Regions from separate parts of the Rattus norvegicus genome. Here region 1 is linked to region 2. The links are chromatin contacts, called in public Hi-C maps. All regions are on one chromosome and are shown on one strand. The core of a region is the stretch at or near the end of the contact, and the rest is flanking DNA. Distances in the headings are between cores, read along the strand shown.

Region 1 (5,615 bases), core at 2,469-4,968, 75 kb after region 2:
GACTTGTGATTTCCCAGGCAAGGGGACTGAGGGAGAAAGAAGGAGTTAGAACGTCCATGCTGAAAAGGAGTAATGGCCAGGCCTGAGAGGTGCAGAAGAGAGAGCACAGCAATCAGGTAAAAGCCTGGGAAGAGTGGCCCCAGCCCTCCCCGCCCCTACCCCATTGGATCTAGGGCAGCGAAGATGGAATATGGATTTTAGTAAGTAATAACTCAGGAATATCGGGAGGGAGGTGTTAGTCACATGCAGGTTTGGCAGCGGCCCAGCTGTCAAGCTGTTTAAGGCATATTAAAATATTAGGCTCTGTGTGTGTGTGTGTGTGTGTGTGTGTGTGTGTGTGTGTGTTTGTGTTTCATTCAGGAACCCAGAACACTGGGCAGGTAGTGAGGAACGTCTGGGCTGATTTGAGTAGAGGCTAATTGGCAACAGCAACGCCATGTCTTCCTGGGCCTTGGCCTCTTTTTCCTTATCTTGTTGCAAGTGTTCGGGCATCTGAGAATGCCTGGGTTTCTTCCAGAGCCTGCTCAGATCCGTTCTGAAGTCCATATACAAAGAGTAGACTGTGTTCAGCTCAGCACCTGAGTGCGGTCACCGGGGCAGCTATTTGGAACACCCTGAATGTATAGATCTTGAATGTGCCCTGCACTGAGCCATCTTGCTAGCCCTTATAATACTTTTTAATATCAGGAAGCCCGCTGACTTCCAACATGAAATTTACACTCGCTGGAGCATCCTGGAAGCTATGGAGCAAACAGAGGCCACTCTGGGGTATTCTCCCAGAGCTTGCGGCAAGAGGAAAAACCGAATTCCTTTGTTCCCTCGTCTTTCTGTCCAGTCCTGCCTCTTTGGCTGTGTCTCCAGTGAAACTTTCTGCTCACAGTTGTCTATTAGCAAGGGTCCAGGTTTCTGACTCAGACTGTTCCTTCCACTGTCACGTCCAGGGATGATGACCTCACCATGTTTGGTCAATTAGCATCCTGTTTCCAAATCAGCATATATGGTTGATGGCTGCATCCATTAGTTGGGCTAGACTGTCGAAGACTGTGCTCAAATATAAGCCAGGACCAAACTAATTCTCTTCTTCCTTAGCTCTAAACCAAAGAAGTGCTGAGCTGATCTGATGACTGGCTCTTGGTGACGACTTGTTCACGTGTTTGCAATGCTCTCTGTCTGAGGAGTTGGGATGGTTGTAGACCGTGAAGAAGCACACGAGGAGGTGCTCATCACGTCCCCGTCCCTTTCTTTCTCAGGCAATGAATCCATTAGAAACGATCCCAGAGGAGACATAGGGAAACTATTTTGCACCTGTGTAAAGCCTGCAGCATAGCCTGTGTGCTATGGTCCCATTGCTGGTGGCTTCCGTGCTGTGCTCACAGATCTCTTTGCTGATGGGGAGTCCTGCCTCTTTGGTCATATTTCCAGTCAAACGTTCTGCTCACATTTGTCGATCGGAAAGAGCCAAGGCTCCTGGCTCAGCCTGTTCCTCTTATGTCCAGGGATGATGACCTCACCATGTTTGGTCAATTAACACGCTGTTTCCAAGTCAGCATATATGGATGATGGATACACTGTTTGTTCTAGCATGACGACTGTGTGGCCAAAGAACACCTCTGGCACCAGCTTTTCTTTTGTTCTGAACACATGATTTCTCATGGCGAGCTTGAGAACAATTGGCTTATTGATTAATGTAAGAACCAAGGGTGGACTTTGCCAGACTAAGGCTTGCCGGGTGCCAACCTGAAAGCTGGCGAATCTCCTTTTTGGAGTTGCGTCTTTGGGCATGAACATGGTGATGAGGGAATGCGCTTCTAAGTTCTTTGCTATTTGTTGCTCTGCTTTGAAAATAATACTGTTCTTATCTCTGACTGAGGAAAGCACATGGCAAATAGGTCATCAACCAGTTCCATACACACCAGTTAATCTTAAAATGTCTTCGTTAACTCAGTGACTGGGCACTCCTAAACCTCCCCTGCCATCCTAGACATAATCAGATAGAGTGGCCATTGGCTACTTCAACCGAAAACTCACATGGCTTTATCTCCTGCTGCTACTGCCTCCTTCTTCCTCCCCATTCTCTCCTCCCTGTGCCGTCGCTTGAAACTCTAAGTGTCCCACCCTGTCCTTAGTCATTGGTCCTGGTATCTTTATCGATTGATCAAGAACCAATTGGGAAACAGGACTTTAGCATTAGAAACACCCTTATAGTCCTCCCTCCCTGTGTAGACTACCAAACCCAATTCCTCCTTGCTATCTTGGTAAGGCAGCATCCCACTTTGGTGAGACACCAAACTGAGGGGATAGCGGGGACACTCAGGGAACTCACCTTCATATGGAAGCAAGTGGCACGGGAAGACTGTTACCTGATACTCCAAGTGGAAGACTGATGTGTGAGGACAGTTGAATTACGGCTACTGTATTTGAGGTCTTTTAAGGGCCCAATAATACAATCCTTCTCTGAATTTCTTTTAAAACATAGAGCCTCCACTTGTAGCCCAGGTAGATCTTGAACTCACAACCTTCCTGTCTTAGGCTTCTAAACACTGTAATTATAGATGTATCCCACCATGCCACTCACGTATGACCAAATAGTTCAGTCTATGTGTGTGTGTGTGTGTGTGTGTGTGTGTGTTTGCGCGTGCATGTGTGCGTGTGTGTTTGTGTGCATATGTGCTCATAGAAATGCATGTAGGCCAGAGTTTCACATTAAATATCTTCTTCTATTACCTTACTTTTTGGAAACAGGGTTTCTCACCGAACTTGGAGCTCATCAATTCAGCTAAATTGGTTGGCCAGCAAGTCCTGGGATCTGCCTATCTCTGCCTCTACCCCAGCTAGAGCCCTCATAGGTCCCTGGGATTCAACGTGGATCCTCAGGTCAGTAAAGCAAGCCCTTTACTGACTGAAACATCCTCTCACCCTAAGTGGTTCAGTATTTTGTTTAACTTGTCCTGTGATGTGAGAGCCACCATCAGTGATGTACCTTCTTGGCAATCTCTACATAAGGGAAATGATCAATCAAAGTACTCATTTTGGTGACAAGAGGACAGTAAAACGTTGGTGTGTAACATGCAATTCATTGATTTCTCTCAAGTCTGGGGTTGGGGGTGCTGGAAGGGTGTTGTGGGCTGCAGGAAATTCACTCTGTGTTTAATCTTCTCTCTTTCCCTTCTCTCTAGGTGTATGTTTGTTTTGGCTCAGCTCTGAGCTCTCTGGGAACTCAAAGTCCTGACTAACGGCATTGTTGGACCTGGGTGCCTCTGAGGAAGATCTGTCTGAGAAAGAAGAGATAGAGCTGAGATGTTAAATGTTTCCAACAAAAGCTATCAGGGCAGAATGTCCTGACTCAGCACTTCCCGGCATTTTTTGAGGTTTTGTCCACAGACAATGTACAGTTACTCCTTTTTGAGCATGTGGTTTTCTTTATTTAGTTTTTCCTCCCTTAAGCTTATGGGTTTTCATTGACGAGATGGTTGTGCAAGTCTGAGGTGCAGGCACTGCCCGGAAGCTGGTAAGTGGATGGTGGCTACTTACTCTCAGTGCCAGGGGACACCTAAGCGTGGCTCCTGACTCTCGGTGGCAGGCAGAGCTGCTGTCACTTGTGGATCCCTGAGCTGGACTCCCGGCAGCTCCGGCTCTTGGGTTCTGTCCCTTGCTACCACTGTGGAGCTCTAGTTTGTTGACTTATGAGTCACACGGTCCTTGGCTTGTGTGATGGCTTGAGCCGTATCTTCCCACCCTGGTGTGTTGAAGTCTCCATGCCCAGTATGACAGGATGTGACCAGATTATTGCAAGACATTGTTCCTGTTCAGCTTTGCCACTCTTGGGAGTTAATAATCTAATCAGAGGCAGAAAGCCCTCATAGGAAACAGTTCACAAGGCAAGGCATTAGAGAATTTCAGGACCGCAGGATCTGTGCCCCGATGCAGACAAGCAGAACTAATGTTAGCATCTCCTTAGACCCTACTAGGTTCCCAGAAAGCCATTGTCTGGGCTTTCTCCCTAGACTTGTTTCAACAGCATTTCTGACACCTTGAGTTAGTTGGTGAGTTTTCTTCTTTGCAAAATTAGGTTTACTCGCACGGATGCCACACTTGTTAAGAGAATGAGCAAGCAGAGGGAGACCAACTGTACCATCACGAGAACAAGGTGTCTCCTCATCGCCCAGGGAAGATGTAGCTGGTTTATGGAAGAAGAATCCCATGGGTGGACAAACACTTGAAGCTCACCAACAGGACCCGACACTCACCACCGAGGGGTTAGAAAGGACTGCCCATGGCCTCTGACATAAGGAGGCTTTTTTTGTCTAGAGGACCTCATCTGCCAAAGTGGGCTGGGAGAGGCCACCTGAGACTAACAGTGGCTTGCCAGGTGTTAAAGAAGCACTAGAACCTGATCCTCGCTTGCAGTCCCGTTTGTGGGGCTCCCCTGCTTCCAGCACTCCTCTGCTTCCGAGAGTTCCCTTTCTCTCCTTTCATTTTCTGTAAGGTCAAAGATAAAGACCTGGCTTCAGGGTCCCACCACAGACAAGCTGTGCAACCGTTCATGAGATTTCAAGCTTGCTTGGACTCAGCTCCTTCATTTTTGTAAACCAGAAAAGTAAGACCTGCTTTTAAATGCTTCTGGCCTCAGATCTAAATGGAAGCCAGAACAGCCCGTCTCTCATAACAGAGAGTGATTGGTCAACGTCAGCCACGTTCGTGCTGGTGATTTGACTCTGGTATGGGCATCTGGGGCCAATGGTGGCTCTTGGTAGCTGGTCTTGAAATTCATTTTGGGAAAGGTACTGCCCACTTTCTTAGAGTGTTGGGGGTGGCGCTGAGCTCTGAGAAGCTGGACCTGAAGAAGAGTCTAGCCAAGAGATCTCGGATTTCTCCAGAGTTCATGGGCGGAGCAGAGCCTGAACATTCATGCTGTGACAAGAGGCACAATGGCTGCTTGGGCCCACATTACCTCTTGTCTTCCACCACTGGCCTGAGCCAATACAATCAACCGCTCCACTCTCTCCCACTTGGTAACCTGAAAACTTCTGAGGATCTATGATAACCACTTTGTCATTACTGAGGAGAAAATGAACAAAAAAGACAGCCACTGGCATAGGGAAGGGTCAGGCAAGGGCAAGTCTCCAAAATTTGGCAGAAAGGGTTGGGGTCTGAAAAACAAATGTAACTAAGCAAGGAGTCTGTCCTTCTTCCTTCTACTCCCCATGCCCTCTCTGGACTCCTATTCCAAGATCTTTAATTTTGAAATTTTAAACAAGAAAGTGTATTAATCTTCAAGAGCTCTCATTAATCACCATGCCTGGCCCAGTGGTGAGGGAGAAAGAGAGAGATGACTCACTTCTACAGTTGATTTCTTGGTAATGGAGGGTCAGGGCCTGCCCTTACATTACCCCTTTGTCGAACTAATGGAGAAAACTCTCACTTAGGAAGCACCCATTCTGGAGCAATTTTTCAGTGGAAGATTGCAGACAGTAATAGCCACCGACAAGAAAAGATTTCCCTTAGGGAAACGAGAGTGAGTGGCTTGGCAGAATCATGAGAAACACAGACCTTGCCCTGGAGAGTTGTGGGGTTCGATGGCAGGGTTGAGTAAGGCATAAGCTTCAGTATGTGGC
Region 2 (5,402 bases), core at 1,503-4,002:
GATCCATAGTAAGTTTCAAGTGTGAGACCACAAAAAAAAAAAAAAAAAAAAAAAAGGACACCACCCCACCCCTATCCCTGCCAACTAGATTCAGTCTGGCTTCTGAGGAGTTCCTGAGCGGTGCTGTGCGGTATAAACCAAATTCTCAGTTTGCAGAACTGTCCTAGCATCAACTGCAGTAGGCAGGGTTCCCAGGGGGTTAGAGCTGGGAGCACTGATCCTTATGTTAATAGGGAAAGCACCTGCTTGAGCAATCTGGGAACACTGGTTTTCTTCCCACGGTGCCTTCTCCACGTGAATTAATCTGTTAGCTGGTGCGTGTGTCAGTTTATTTAGGAACATGTGTGCTGACAATTGGCTCCTGACTGTAAAATAAGGTCTTGGGGGAGATCATGATTAATTGCCCGCCTTACTGTGTGTGCATGTGTGTATGCCTTCGATGACAGGTATTATCAGTACGCATGTGTCTATAAAACTAAAGGCAAGGGATCATTAAGACATCGGAGGTGTGAAGGAACAGAAAGACTTGGAGGTATCTGGACTCTCGTTCTCTTCCTGGACACGGAGCCAGGGAGGCTTTTATTTCTCCTGGAATGTAGCATTTTCAGATATAGAACAGGCAGAAAGGTTTTCCTGGAGCTCTCGGAATTATGGGGACACGTACTTTATTTAAAAGGAACAGGGCTGCTTAGTGTGGTGGCATACGCTTGTTGTCCCAGCCCTCTGCTGGCTAAGGCAAGTTCAAGGCTAGCTTGAGTGTTATAAGGAGAGCTGACCTCAAAGCAAAACAAAACAAAACAAAAAGCCAAAGAAGCCAACCAGACCAAACCAAACAACCAAACAACAGCCACAACAACAACAAAAACAAAAACCCACAGCAAACAAACAACAAAAGCAAACAAGATAATCAAACAGGGCTAGATCTCAGAAGGAAGGTCTTTATGACAATTTGTTTTTCTGTTCTGTGTCTACCTTCTAAAGCTGTGAGGGGTGGTCAACTCTGTATTTAATGTCATAACAAGGCAGTCCTGTTGGTCCCGTGTGAAAGCCCAGAACAACAGACAACTGGGTAATACAGTTCCGCACAAAACAAAATGTGGGCAATATACAGGCATGATTTGTAGGTGAGATACTGAGACAGCACAAAATGTAGCATTGCTTCCTTATACAGTGGACACTGTATTATGAAAACCCGAACCTATTCCCAGAGAAATTAAACTTGAAGTTGAAGAACTGGATGATAGTGGGAGTTTCGCTTTTTTTTTTTTTTTTTTTTTTTTTTAAGACAGAGTTTCTCTGTGTGGCCCTCTGTAATTGGAGGGTTTTCTTTGGATGTAGGCTTTCTCTGTGTAGTCCCGGTTGTCCTGGAACTTGCTCTGTAGACCAGGCTGGCCTGGAACTCAGAGATCTGCCTGCTTCTGCCTCCCCAGTGCTGGGATTAAAGGCGTATGCCACGCCCAGCTAAGGCATTCTGAAGACTTCGGTTTTTTTTGGCACCAGCATTCTTTTTGGGATATTACGGTAGCGTCAGAATGGAGAGTGAATTTAAGGGGAGGAAAATGGGAGGGCACAGAGGTGGCCAGCTGAGAGATACCTTTGCTAGTGTATGACAACTGTCTGCATGCTGAGTGCCTGGCCCACATCAGCTCATCTGGTGACAGTCCTGTTTGTAGAGACTGACCTTGGGAGGTTGTTGTAAGCATTGTGTAGTTCCTGCAGTGAGCTTCTGGGGGAGAGGCCCGGACCTTGTACCCTACTAAAGTCAAGTACTTGGGAAGCGAGAACACTGAGGAGGTGGAAAAAGAGGCAGAGAAGTCACCTCAGTAAAACCAGAGACGGCGGCAGCACGGAGGACTGCCATGTCGGACTATCAGGGGCTGCTGTGGGGGAGGCTCAGTGGTCAGGAAACAAGCCAGCATTGCCGTGGCTGGATTAGGGACAGGGTTCGGTGGGCAGCCAGGCCACTAGAAAGTTGGTGAGAAAGTGAAGCGGGTGGTGACTGCCCACAGTTCAGAAGGCAGCAGAGTGATGGGCCGTTTCTCTTTCTTTCCCAGAAGAAGGACCTGAAGATTCTTTCAATCACTCAGCCAATGTTTATCAGTGTCTACTAAGAGCTAAGTGCAGAGGGGCGGGAGATGAAAGGCGCTCCCTGTGCTGGGAAAGAGCTCTCAGTCTGGGAGCTTGCAAAGGAGGGGGGTGGGGGGACACCGAGCCAACACTGTGTGTTAAGAGCCTTGTGGGAGGGGAGGCCACAGTTCTTGTCACACAAGAGGGAGCTTATTGAGGTTTTCTGGAGGGCTAATTAGGCATTCACCAGGCGAATCAGGAAGGAGCTGCCATCTAGGCCTAGAGAACAGGGCCTCAGAGGGATGGAGCCGGGAAACACGAGGAATGGTGTTGAGGCAGGAGGCGGCTGGGAGTCAGCGGGCCTAGGGGAAACCTCCAGTATGACCGGTTCATAGGGAGTTTCTAAACCATGGACTGGAAAGCTGAGGGCAACGAAGAGCAGCAGAGGCATGATGGAGACTGGAATATGAGGTTCCGAGGGAGGGAGAAAGGTTGGCTTTGGGTTTCCTGGCAGGGTCGGGGGCTGAGGCCATCTGCCAGCGTATAGAGGGTTGCCATATTGTCATTATTTGAGATTCACAAAGACTTTCATCAGCCGTGTAACCGACTCTCACTGACACCCCTACATCTGTTGATCTGCTTTTAAATGCGGTGCGATCTTCCCTCCCAGTATCTGCAACAGCGATGTAAGCACCAGGCGTGACAGGCCTGGACAGGAGCCAAGGAGTATTGATTACACACTGTCTGTCCTCCAGTCGAAACTTGTTTATGTTCCAGAGTCAAACATCACCCAAACGGGAAGGGTTCTTTGTGGAACTCCAATCACGGGTTTTCCAGGAAGCAAAACCAGAAATTGGTTTTGCCCTCATCAGTGTGTATTTAAAAGGGAGTCTCTGGCCTCTTTTTAAATATCAAAGACAAGAGCGATAGAGAAGATAGCGAGTAGCATCTTCTGGCACAAAGTACTCAGATCCGAACTCCAGAGGCCATACATAGTGTGCACTGGTTTGTAGCATTGCTAACCCTTAACCTTGGGTAAAGGATCTCCTAGGTTCCGGCTAGGATGATGAACCCTAGAGAAGAACCTAGACTTTTGACATATAAGTGTTTTAAGTTTAAAGTTTGAATACATATGCGAGTGAGTGTGGTATATATGAGGCATATATTCACTCGGTGGGTACTTATGTGTGTGTGTGCACAGAGGCCCGAGGATGATGCTGGTTGCTCAGTCCTGGCAATCTCTACCTTACTCCCTTGAGGTCTCTCCTGGAACCTTGAGGCAGCTTGTATCCTGCAAGTCTCTGTAATCCCTCTGTCTCCATGCTCCACAGTACTGACATGACAGGTATGTGGGGTCAAGCTCAGCTTTTTGTTAGGGTGCTGGGATCCTAACCCAGGCCCTCGCTTGAGAAGCTGACACTCTTTACCCGCTGAGCTGTCTCCCTCGTCACATCTCCTTTTAGGCCCAAAAAAGCAGTTTCCAACAGTAATTCTGAATTCTTTCCTCTGTGTAGCTCACATAGTGAAATTGGCTAGTGTGAATTAGTGTGTTGGTGACAATCTGTGTCAGCCAAAGGACCCACTAGTATCTACTGAGAAGAAAGATGGGCCAGAATATGAAAAAAAAATCAACACACAGGGAGTGAGGGGGGAAAAGCAGAAATTGCAAAGAGAATAGATTTTGTAGAAGGTGGTTGAGTGTTGGGCTGGTTTTCTTCATGCTGGTTTTATTATGTAACCTAGATGATTTTTAACAAGGGTTTGAATGGAATATAATTTATTCCATTTACACACACACACACACACACACACACAGAGAGAGAGAGAGAGAGAGAGAGAGAGAGATGACAGAAGAACAGTATGACTTATTCACATAGAGAATTTTTAGTCTTGTAAGGAGTTGACAGGATAAAATACTGCCCCTGACACCTCTGTCTCTCACTACTGCCCCAAAGATCTCCAGGCCCTGTCACCTTACAAGAATCTTGAAGATAGAGTTTGTTATCTGGATGGGCCAGTGCAATCACAGAGGAAGATCCAGGTAGGAATGTTAGGACAGGAGAGAGGTAGAAGCTGGGTTAGGACAGAAGCAGAGGTCACTGTGATATTAATCCTGGAAGGAAACCAGAGCCAAAGGAACCAGGCAACAAGCAACTGGAGAGGGCAGGAACCAGGCTCTGTGGAAGTCTCCAGAAGAAATGCAGGGCTTCCGACTACCCAACTTTAGCCCCCAGTACCCACTCTGGCCGTCTGACCTCCCTTTGTTAAAGTTACATTGTTTCAAGCCATTGTTCTGAGCTATTCGTTACACCAACAAGAGCAAACAAATGTAAACCTAGTGAGTGGTCCTGATCGCTTGAATTTTATATTCTTCCTGCATTCCAGACGTGCTCTTAAGTTTCCTATGTGATAATTCACTTCAAATGTTCTTTTGTAAGCCGTGTCTCTATGTATGTGCTGTGTGCACATGCGCGCACATCTGTGCATGTGTGTGCATGCGTGTGTGCGTGCGTGTGTGCGTGTGTATCAGTCTGTCTGTCTGTCTGCCTGGGTTTGTTGGGAGGTCCTGAAACCCAGGGTCTTACACAGGCCAGGCAAGAGCTTCACCACTGAGCTCCACCTTGTCGCACTCTTGCTTTCAGTCCCTCATCTCTTTATTAGACCTGAGTCCCCTGAGGGGAAGAATGGCCTTATTCTAGCTCTGTGGTTCTGAGTGGACGCCTGTGCTCCATGTGGAGGCAGAGCCCATTCACTGAGTGAGCGACTCAAAAGAAGGTACCTGAAAGACAGTTTTCAAGTGAATTAATTGTGTCTGTCCTCCCTGGCTTGGCAAGATTTTGGGGGTTACTCTTCAATTTGAGGACAACCACCTTAGAAGAAAGTGACTCACAAGAGGCTGGGAGAGAGGGCCTTGTTCTTCCAACAGCTGTCTTCTTCCCTTACACAGGGGTCTGCTGAAGTCCGGCAAAAATGGTGGGCTCACTTGGGTGTGGGTAACTGAACTGGAGTGGGCTATGGAGTGTTTTGTGGTTACGAACCCAAGCAGTGTCTTTTCTGAGTCTTGTCCGTATCACAGGGTCTGGTGGTTTTTGGGAGTAGTCTGTCTTCTCCACAGGAGTGGCTTCTCCTTTGGTGCTCTGAGCCTCCTTGAACTAGAGAGCTCCTGGAGTCTCCGTTTAGCTTCCGCTCTCAAGCCCAGCCTTAAGGCAGCCTTCACACTGTCTGTGTCTTTGGCATGACTCTTCTGTTGGGATGCAATCTGCTCTGGGAGCTGTGGGCTGAGTTCCTGTGAGACTCGGTGTCTGTTCGATTTGATACCAACAGAAGTTGGGTTC

What was found. A called contact is a pair of places that touch in the nucleus more often than the background predicts.
Region 1: a contact with region 2 is called in a Hi-C map of liver, with 2.1 times the contacts expected there. The contact joins two enhancer-like sites. A contact is called at or near these places in 4 of 12 Hi-C or Micro-C datasets (kidney, liver and mammary epithelial cells).

Annotation. Positions count from the first base shown.
Region 1 is chr2:30,572,758-30,578,372 of GRCr8, forward strand. It overlaps LOC102550768 (a long non-coding RNA gene), which reads left to right. Exons shown (of 7, transcript XR_001836540.3): 3 at 2,743-2,874; 4 at 3,177-3,508; 5 at 4,070-5,615. Among named protein-coding and RNA genes, the nearest start is that of Enc1, 290 kb to the left of the region's middle. Within about 2 kb of position 3,719, at least 8 of the 93 cell types and tissues checked have an H3K27ac peak or open chromatin away from gene starts, as enhancers often do. A contact at or near this core is called in liver, where this site is marked.
Region 2 is chr2:30,499,044-30,504,445 of GRCr8, forward strand. The region is part of intron 1 of LOC134485824 (a long non-coding RNA gene); the gene reads left to right. Among named protein-coding and RNA genes, the nearest start is that of Enc1, 220 kb to the left of the region's middle. Within about 2 kb of position 2,753, at least 14 of the 93 cell types and tissues checked have an H3K27ac peak or open chromatin away from gene starts, as enhancers often do. A contact at or near this core is called in liver, where this site is marked.